Regions from separate parts of the Mus musculus genome. Here region 1 is linked to region 2. Evidence: chromatin contacts called from public Hi-C data. All regions are on one chromosome and are shown on one strand. Each heading gives the region's core, a stretch centred on a gene start, on an enhancer-like site or on the middle of the called end of the contact. The rest is flanking DNA. Distances are from core to core; before and after follow the strand shown. Region 1 overlaps Ank3 (ankyrin 3, epithelial). Region 2 has its middle 32 kb from the start of Ank3.

Region 1 (5,013 bases), core at 1,427-3,926, 150 kb after region 2:
CCTATGCCAAGGGTGCATGTTGGAGGTCCAAGCACCACTGGGAGAAATCATGGTTGCACCTTCTGTGGTGTGAGCCACAGGAATTGCTGAGCCATCTCTTCTGTCTTCAAGATGGGGGCCTTTCAGGACATAGCATGAGCTCTCTCCCAGCTGTGTACATAGAGTGTGCCCTATACTGTGATGTAGATGAATGAGCTTGGTGCAGGATGTCCTGGGAGCTGGGCTACCTGCTGCTGAGTCTGCTGAGTATAGTGTTAGTGTCGGGATCCGTACTGCCTTCTTTCCTCTTCTGAGGAATGAAACCACACAGCGTTTGAGCTGGGTTTTTGGTTTTTGGTTTTGTTTTTTTTTTCTTTTTTGAGCTGGGATTCTTAAGTAGTCTGGGATGGCTCTATACATTGCAGCTACAGAGATGGAGGCTTGTCATTCCTGAGTTTGGGAGGCGGGGACAGGCCAATCATCCTGGCCTACTTGATAAGTTTGAGGCTGCTGAGAGAGCTTCTTTTAGAAAAGAAAGGGAGGGCAGTGAATGCGGCACAGGCAAAATGGCTCAGCCGGTAAGAGCACTACTCTTCCGAAGGTTCTGAGTTCAAATCCCAGCAACCACGTGATGGCTCACAACCACCTGTAATGAGATCTGACTCCCTCTTCTGGTGTGTCTGAAAACAATTACAATGTACTTATGTATAATAATAAATAAATCTCTGGGCCTGAGCGACCAGAGTGAGCAGAGATCTTAAAAATTCAATTCCCAACAACCACATGAAGGCTCACAGCCATCTGTTCAGCTACAGTGTACTCATATACATAAAATATATAAATCTTTAAAAAGAGAAAAAGAAAAAGGTGGGCAGTAACTAAGGTTGACCTCTGGCCTCCACATACATATGCATCCCATATCACATATATATGCATCATCACATGCACAAACACACATGCATATATATGCACACATGCATGTACATACATGTACACACACTCATGCACATATATGCTCATATACATACACATGGCATGTACACATAGCACACATACATGCACACATTCACATATATATATATATATATATATATATATATATATATATATATATATATACATGCACACATGTACATACATGCACACATGTACACATGCATGCATAGATATATACATGCATACACTCAAGTACATAAACGCACATACATACACACACATATACATGCATGCACACACATGCACTCACACATACATGCACGCACACACATATACACATGCACATACACACATGCAAACACACACACACACACACTTGTAGGATAGGGGCTCTCCTCTAAAACTACAGACTCTACCTCAGCCTTCCCTTCAGCTTGTTTTACCAAATGCTTTCCAACCCCTTCATTCTGTTCATAGGAACAAGGCTGGCAAGAGCCTACTTTTATATCAAGATCAGCAGTGAGTGTCCCTTTCTGGCATTCGTGGGGGAATGCATGGGTACATTTCGCCTTGGGAATACCTCAGCTTACAATGACCTTGGAAACCCTGCTTAGTCCTTTGCACAGGGGCTGTCAAAAGTTGGTGTGTGTGTGTGTGTGTGTGTGTGTGTGTGTGTATGTGTGTGTGTGTGTGTTTGTGAAAGCGCGCGTATGCGCTCTTGCCGGAACAGTTCGAGCTTTCTCTCTTTGGCTAACCAGGGACAGATAAAAGACCTTTGCTCTCTGTTAGAAGCCTGTCTCCTTGGGGAGTATGCTTCTATCCAAAGTGGTCATAGAAGAAAACTTCTATTTTTGCCTTTTTTGCAGACTAGGCTCTCCCTTCATCCTCATGCCCCCGTGTCACCGGCTGGTGTTTTTAGAAGGCTTTAAAGCGAAAAGCCTGCTTTTCCTGTACTGTTCCCGTATCTATTTGGGGGAAGTCCTTTCGTCTTTGAACATCCAAGGCTCCCTTTCCTCATCAAGTAGACATGGCTGTGAAGGGTTGCCTGTGTGGAGTTTGGCAGAGCTTTGGGCCCTGGGAGAATGCCCAGTCTCTCATGCCTGTGGTATTTCCTGCCATTTGGTGGGGTTGTTTCCGATTACCTTGACTAATGGGCAAAGGTTTGTATTTTAGGCAGATAACTTCCTGCTTCCGAAACATTTCTCATACGCAAACCCCAGAGCTATCCAAGGATCAAGTACAGTTGCCCAATGCCTAAGTAAAGGCGTCTAAGTGGCACTTGGCTGCCAGGTACTTGCTGGCTTCCATTCCACCTTTTAAAAAGATGTTCTTATTGAGGTTGCCCACAGCAACAGCAGGAGGGTCTGATCTCTTTCCTCTAGGTAATACCCCCTCCCCACCCCACCCCGCCCCAAACAACCTTTTGGGTTGGGTCTGCCTTCAAAAACCTGTCTTGCCAATGCTGCTTGAGAGACTTAGTCAGCTGCAAGGTCTGCAATGCAGAGCAAGCAAAGAGAGGGGAGGGAGGGAGGAAGGGAGGGAGGGAGGGAGGGAGGGAGAGTGAGTGGGTGGGGAGGGGGAGTGTCAACAATTGCATTTTGATAAAGCTGTCACTGAGTGTCCTTTTCAACTGACAATTGTTGCCAGAAAGTCTCGGAATCCGTCTTCAATCTGGGACTCCTAGGACTCCGCAGTAATCCCAGGAATAGACAGACAGGCTCGTGGCTTTTGTGAAAAATACCAGGTGCTCCCAGATGGGTGCTAACCTAGTCCCAGTGAGGCTGTTCTGGCCCTGGTGAGGAATGTGGCCACGGGGCATGATGGAGCCTGCTCTGAGAGATGATTTTTTTTTAACCCATTGGATGCACATATTCCATTCTGATAGATGAGATAGTTTTCTGCTTGAAAAGAGATGTTTCCTATTCTGTTCTTTAAGAAAGAAGGTGTGTGTGTGTGTGTGTGTGTGTGTGTTGGGGGTGCCTTTAAAAAACTGGCCTTTTTTTATGGCTGCAAAGTAGAAAAACTCTTTACATTTTAAAACTCCACATGAATAACCAAGTATAGGAAGGATTAGGGAATAAAGACACCAAGCCCCTGGGTTTACTGTGTTCTCAGAGTGGGTGCTCAGCAGGTCCCAGGCTGCCTGGCCGTCCCTTGCTGTTGCTCCCCTGAACAGAGGTTGTCCTTTTGAGAGAGTAAGTGGCTCCTGGAGACCAACACTGCTGATAAATACCAATGATTGCATTTCGTACTCTGAACATACAGCCCATCCTGTGTCTCTGAGTCCTCTTCCAGCCAGTGAGACACCAGAGAGCTGCTGTCTGTCTTCAGTGGCCGTGTTCTGTTCCCGATTAATGTGCTGGTGGCAGACCCAGGAGACAAGACTGACCCTCTCTTGGGTTCCTGTAGAAACTTCCCTCATGACTCAGTTGAGCTAAAAAGGCAGAATTACTATGGTCCCCTGTTGAGGGGACCTTGCATCTGGGGGTTACGCAGAAGTTCCTGCCTGAGGGGGAACTACAGAGATTTGGGGATCCCTGCTGGTGTGATGTACAAATAGGAATTTTAGTTTCAATTTGTCAGTGAGGACTTAGGAATGGTTCTATGATGGAGTGAGCTTTATTTATTTTATGCACGTAAGCACACAGTTGCTATCTTCAGCCACACCAGAAGAGGGCATCAAATCCCACTACAGATGGTTATGAGCCACCATGTGGTTGCTGGGAGTTGAACTCAGGACCTCTGGAAGGACAGTCAATGTTCTTAACCACTGAACCATCTCTCCAGCCCCTCCCCTGGAGAGATCCCTGCTGTCAACTGAAGTACTTACTAGAACCTTATAGGTCCCAAGCACTGTGTTCTGACTTTTCTTAAATGTAAGCGTTTCAGATGCATCTTTTTCTTATGACTCAAAGTATTAATAAGCTGGATCTTCCGACCTGCCGCAGAATCAAAGCTTGTCACAGGATAAAGCCAGCTCTGGAACATGGCCAGGTGTCTTCCTTTTACAGTTACATGGTTATGATGATGGCAGACACTCATTTTTAAAACAGATAAAATACAAAACCGTGTATGCTTATGTACATGTTTGTACACACCTCCAAAGCTTCAGAAATCTAATTTATGGCCATAAAAATGAGCAATGTGGGATTTCTGCAGAGCAGCTATTTGATTGACGGAAACAACACGAAATTAGGACTTTCAAGGGCTCCGTGGATGCCCACGACCTTTAGTTGTTTACTTTTCAAAATTATGTTACACTAAGCCTCATAAAGAAAATCCAAGACTACTTTTCATAGCATGCTCGAAGAATCAAAGGAACAACCGCTCCCCCTAGTGGCCAATGGTAAATTAGCAACAAAAAGAAATTGCATTAAAATTCCAAACACAGAGGAAAACCGTTCACTCCAGAGGAAGCGCAATCTAAGGGTAGGCACTGGGATACCGACTTTGTGCCTCTGTGTATTTCCAAGCAGTTCTTGGCCAAGCTGCTTCTCCTTTTTCTGTTGGAAGTGTGACGCACAAGTTTGTGGTTGGTTTAAAGGCATTTGGATTTTTTGCATGTAGCAAGGGTGCATATTTTTGTTATGATTCTTTGACACAGAGTCTTGGAACAAAACAAACAGATGTGAATACTCTCCTTAATTTATGATAAAAAGCCTAGGTCCAACAGAGAAAGTGCCATTGTGTTCTCCAGTTATCGCTGTGGTGTACCTGAGACACTCAATCAGTAGGAGGAGGTGACGTCAGCTTCACAGCTCTCCAGAGTCCAGCCTGCAGTCACTGTTCTGGCATTTGAAGCCTGGATGGGGTGGCACCTCGTATTGGGGTTTATTGCAAAGCAGATCCACTCCCCTCATCCCAAGAGTCAAAAGAGAGTAATTGCCACAATCCATTGCCAGGACACATTCCTGAGTACCTGAGATACCCCCCCCCCCTTGTGCTCTGTGTCCTAAAGGTCTGAAGTAGCCCCAGCTACTGTTACCCCAGGGTCCAAGCCTACTCATACGGACTGTGCACATCCAAACTAGGGAAGCTTGTAAAGGCTTTGTTTTGAACTGTGTGCACGCATGTGTGTGTTTTCATTCATCTTGTGCT
Region 2 (4,758 bases), core at 185-2,684:
GTTCACCCAGCCTTAGATCTTCATGCCAGAAATGCCCAGAAGTGGGTTTCCTAGGGGATTCAGGTGGAAGGTCGGTGTTCATAATATCACGTCAGAGCTGCCTTTCAGCTTCCCAAGCATGTCTTCACAGGCAGACATGATCTGCAGGTCGACACTGTCAGCTAATCATCTGAAACCCTGGGAAGATCAACAGGTTTCTACGTCATGGCCCCAGTCACAGGCAGCATTTGCTAGTCTGTAGAGAGTCGGTAGAGGACATGTATGCGTTCTGGTAATGGACATTCGTGGATGTTTAGGACTTCTGTATGAAATGGGCAGAGCAACCCTGTTGATACAGTTTTGTAGACAAAGACTCTGATACTCACGCCTGATGACTTGTGTAAAAGCACAGAAATGACCCCTCTCAGCGGTCAGTGACCAGCTTTAACCCAGCACACTCGCCACCTGTAACTGCACTGTAAACACACACACACACACACACACACACACACATACACACACACACACACACACACATCTCCATCACTGTGAAACACACAGTACTCTACCAACCCAGGCACTGTACCCTACTGACACGGTTTCCTTGTGAGGAAAGAAGGTCTTCATTACTCTCCTCTTGGCCTGTCTCCAGTGACTGAGAGACAGTGGCTAGTAGTAATACCTCTCTGTACATGTTAATTAAAGTAGTCTCGGAGCATAGGCTCCAGGCCCGTTTTGCTGATGCGTCCTCTGTGGAATCAAGATGAAGAAAGATAGACAGCATAGACCTTAACCTCTGACTGATAATGAGAGTGGATGAGCCAAGCTACTTGCTTCTGCGAGCTTGAGCAACCGAGTCTGGGGGGCTCCTTCGTCTGGTCATACATATGGTACATCCTTGGTGGAACTCGAGGCTAGCGAAGTTAGCTGGGCTTCCGAGAAGAGTCTTTGTGGGAATTCACCATTGCTTTCAGGGACTTGGTTTACTGCTGTGATCTGCTCTAGGAATGGTGGGAGATAAGTCTACAGAAATTAATTACAGGGAATTCAAGGCATGGCTCCAATAGAAGTCTGGCTTTTCTGGAGCAAAGGTCACTTCCTGCTTTGCATTCTGAGTACTGATCTTGGTTCTTTATCTTGGAAGAGCTTGGTCCTCTGGGTTCAGTGATGAGATGCACCTACAGTGAGCTCTAGAGCCTTTCTTGTTTGGGGCAATGCCAGCCCTAGGGAACTAACTGGAGATACTTTAGATGGGTTTTTAAAGCACTGTAGCACTTCCTCCCAGATCTCTGCTTCTAGAAATATCGAGGGCTTTCTCTTCTATCCCCCTCCCCTCCACATCCTTTTCTGTAAATTTAGGTAACCTTGAAAAAAGCATCCCATGTACTTAGATTCTATTTCCGCTGCCAGGACGGAGACATTTCTTACTGTTAGAGCTGCGCTTAGGTTGGTTGCTAGGCAACGGGGAGAGGAGTTCACAGGCTTTGCAGGAGCCAGCAACCACCACTCAGGCAATGTTTTCCTTCTGATTATTATTTTTATTACTATTTTTCCCAGCTCCCCCTCCCCCACTTTGTTGTGTTTGTTTTCTGCCTTTGAGTTCTCTCTCTTTTTCAATTTGTTGAAATGCCTCTTGCCTAGACGCTTTACTTGTTAAAGGGGTTCAGGTTTTGATCTTTGCTACATGAAATGTGAGCCCGAACATCCATAGCGGTGTTTGATGAATGAGACCCGGGAGCAGGTGAGCTGGTGCTGACGAGATGTTGCTCTTCCTACTGGCTCATTACAGAAGAACACCTAGAATTCAAATCCTTCCCGCCATTCCCTCTGCATTTGCTGCCATAAATCAGGGACCCTGACCATACAGTGCCTTCCTGTCCCCTGCATTTGCCTGTCTTCTCTGAGGAAATGATTGGAGACTTTATAGTTAGAGCCTTCTGATTAAATTCTGTGGAGTTGTGTGTGTGTGCCTCCACATTGGCTTGTAGAGCCTTTTCTCTTCCAAATGGTAACCAAGCAGGCCTCAGCCAATGTTTCTTAAAGTCCTATAGCCAAGGCTCTATTTCATGACACCCACACCTTTTTTCAATTTATTTATTGTTAGTAAGAAATTGATTTGTGTGTGTTGTATGTGATGTTTGTGTGCATGGTATATGTGTCTGTGTGGTATATGTATTATATGTGTATGTGGTACCTGGGTGTATGTGTCTATGTGTCTATGTGTGCTGAGTATAGAGACTATGCATGCATATGTGTGCAGGTACATAATCTGGAGGATGCCGCTCCAGAGACCCAAGGAGGATGTCAGATGTACCTCTGTCACTCACTACCTTAGTCCTTGGAGGCAGATGGCTCACTGAAACTGGAGTGAGCCTAGCAGCCAGCAAGCCCTACTGATCCGTCTGTCTCTGCTCCACCGCCCAGGATTTAGCCATCTTTTGAAGTGGGCGCTGTGGTCAAACTCATGCTCACATAGCAAGTACTACTCCCACTGGGTCATCCCTCCACCTTTCTTTCTTGATTCTTATTGAGTGAGGCTCAGGCCGTGCCCAGCTGTTGACCTTCTTAGTGATGGAGAGGAGGAGACAAGACAGTCAAACAATATGGGACTCATTCCACTGTCCCAAATGAGGAAGCATAGACTATGGGAACTCATCTCAGTGAGTGTCTTAGTTAGGGTTTTACTGCTATGAACAGACACCATGACCAAGGCAACTCTTATAAGGACAACAATTCATTGGGGGTGGCTTACTGGTTCAGAGGTTCAGTTATTATCATCGTGAGGGGACACATGGCATCGTCCAGGCAGGCATGGTGCAGGCAGAACTGAGAGTTCTATATTTTCATCTGAAGGCTTCTAGTGGAAGACTAACTTCCAGGAAGCTAGGACAAGGGTGTTAAGGCTCACATCCACAGTGGCACTCCAACAAGGCCACACCTCCAGATAGTGGCACTCACTGGGCTAAGCATATATAAATTATTACAGTGAACTCGATGCCCACAGCTCATAGACTGAAGCCAATGGCTATTGATGACTAGAGAGCCAACACAATTTCATCAGGAAAAACTCACCCGACACACTGAACCCAGTTTTGTTTTTTGTTTTGTTTTGTTTTGTTTTGTTTGCGTGACTTACCTATGTCTGGGTTCCAGGAGTACTATCACTGTTAGAGACAGGTTTCAGCAACATGCTTGGCAGAACTTCTTCAGATAGTCAACTTGCCCATTTCGCCCCTACTCTGCAGCCCTGGAAGTAATCCTTCATGTCTTTTTCCTGAAAATCACTACAAAAATTGAAGAAATGAAGCAGAATATCAAAGCAGGATTGTTTTTAAAACCTAGGAATATAATTTTTTTTATGTGAACTCTAACAGTTGCTTCTTCTCATCCTACTTTGGACTCTGATGAGAAAATGTTTTTTGCTTCATCACCTCTTCAAGTCTGACCCAATATCTATTATTTCTCACTGTGACCATATCATGGATTCTGTTAATATTACTAATGCCTTCTATGGCACCTATGTTTATGAAGAAAGGCAAGGTTTACATTCTGTGGAACTCTGCTGAAATCAGAATTACATCCACCGACCCTTGAGGAATCCCTGTATCTCAGCCTGAGAACTTTTGATTATTCCATTGACACAGAGACGAAAACTAAAATGTCCACATTACCATGTGGTTTAAGATAGTCCCAGGTTAGAGTCCTTCCATGACACTCCGGTTGATAGGTAACAGCTCAAGTTCTCTTAAGCACGCATATTAACAGAGACAAAAGGGTTTTGAGTGTGTATATATTCTCGTGGACTAATTGTCAGAAGAGTAGAGTGGTAAATTTTCTGGGCCCTTTGCCAGGTTTCCATTGCACTGTCCAGGGACACAGAGATACAAGGCTGTAGTTTAAGTAGAGAAATTGCATCTAAACAGCCAGGGAGAGGCTCAAGGGAGAGGCCCCTTCTCATTAGTAAATACTGCCAGGGACATTCAGAATCCTTGGGTCTATTGTGGGCTGATTTCATGAGTGGCTGCGACATATGTGTTAGTACATATGTGGCATTGTGTCACACAACATGTGATACTGTTGCTATTGCTATTCCGATGTAAAACTTTACAATAAGGCTTTAGAATTACCATTGATCATGTTCAAGGGTGATTTTAAACATGAGCAAGCTCGTGCATGCCATGAACACTCTTAAAACATAAATAATAGCATAGGCTGTGCACTGTGTTTCACTCTGAGCATCAGAATGAATCAATGGTACTTACTGAGGATCGTGAGAGTTGTGTCTGTGTGTGTGCATACATGTGTGCATACATGTATGTACACATGTGCAGGCCAGTTTGTTTGCATGTCAAGGTCAGAGGATGGTGCTGTTGCTTCTCTCTCTTTCTCTGTTTTGTTATTTTTTAATATGAGGGTGTGGTGAGGTGTGGGGGGAGGGGATGTCTCAGGGGGCCGGTGCCAAAGCATCCCTTCCCCATGAGGGACCAGCCACACGATGGTATAGTATAGAATAGAGTTTACTCAGGGCATGGCGAGGGGAGTTAAGAGGGTAGTAGAGGCAGAGAAAGACAAAGAGAAGGAGAGAGTAGAGAAGTAGAGGCTGGCCATGACCACATGGAGAGAGGGGGGGGGGAAGGGAATGGGGAGAGAGGGAGAGCAAGAGGGCAAGAGGACAAGAGACAAGAGAGAGAGGCAAGAGTAAGAGAGAGGAGGGGGAAAGCAGCCCCTTTATAGTGGTCCAGGCCTACCTGGCAACTGTGGAGGTGGGGTGTAGACAGA

The links. A called contact is a pair of places that touch in the nucleus more often than the background predicts.
Region 1: a contact with region 2 is called in a Hi-C map of the N1E-115 cell line, with 6 times the contacts expected there. The contact joins two enhancer-like sites. A contact is called at or near these places in 1 of 39 promoter capture datasets (hippocampal neurons), 2 of 484 Hi-C or Micro-C datasets (the N1E-115 cell line and nephron progenitors) and 1 of 115 datasets of contacts at active chromatin or transcription factors (the NIH/3T3 cell line).

Annotation. Positions count from the first base shown.
Region 1 is chr10:69,650,780-69,655,792 of GRCm38.p6, forward strand. The region is part of intron 1 of Ank3 (ankyrin 3, epithelial); the gene reads left to right. Among named protein-coding and RNA genes, the nearest start is that of Gm33464, 90 kb to the left of the region's middle. Within about 2 kb of position 2,677, at least 49 of the 459 cell types and tissues checked have an H3K27ac peak or open chromatin away from gene starts, as enhancers often do. A contact at or near this core is called in the N1E-115 cell line, where this site is marked.
Region 2 is chr10:69,498,952-69,503,709 of GRCm38.p6, forward strand. No RefSeq gene overlaps it. Among named protein-coding and RNA genes, the nearest start is that of Ank3, 32 kb to the right of the region's middle. Within about 2 kb of position 1,435, at least 49 of the 459 cell types and tissues checked have an H3K27ac peak or open chromatin away from gene starts, as enhancers often do. A contact at or near this core is called in the N1E-115 cell line, where this site is marked.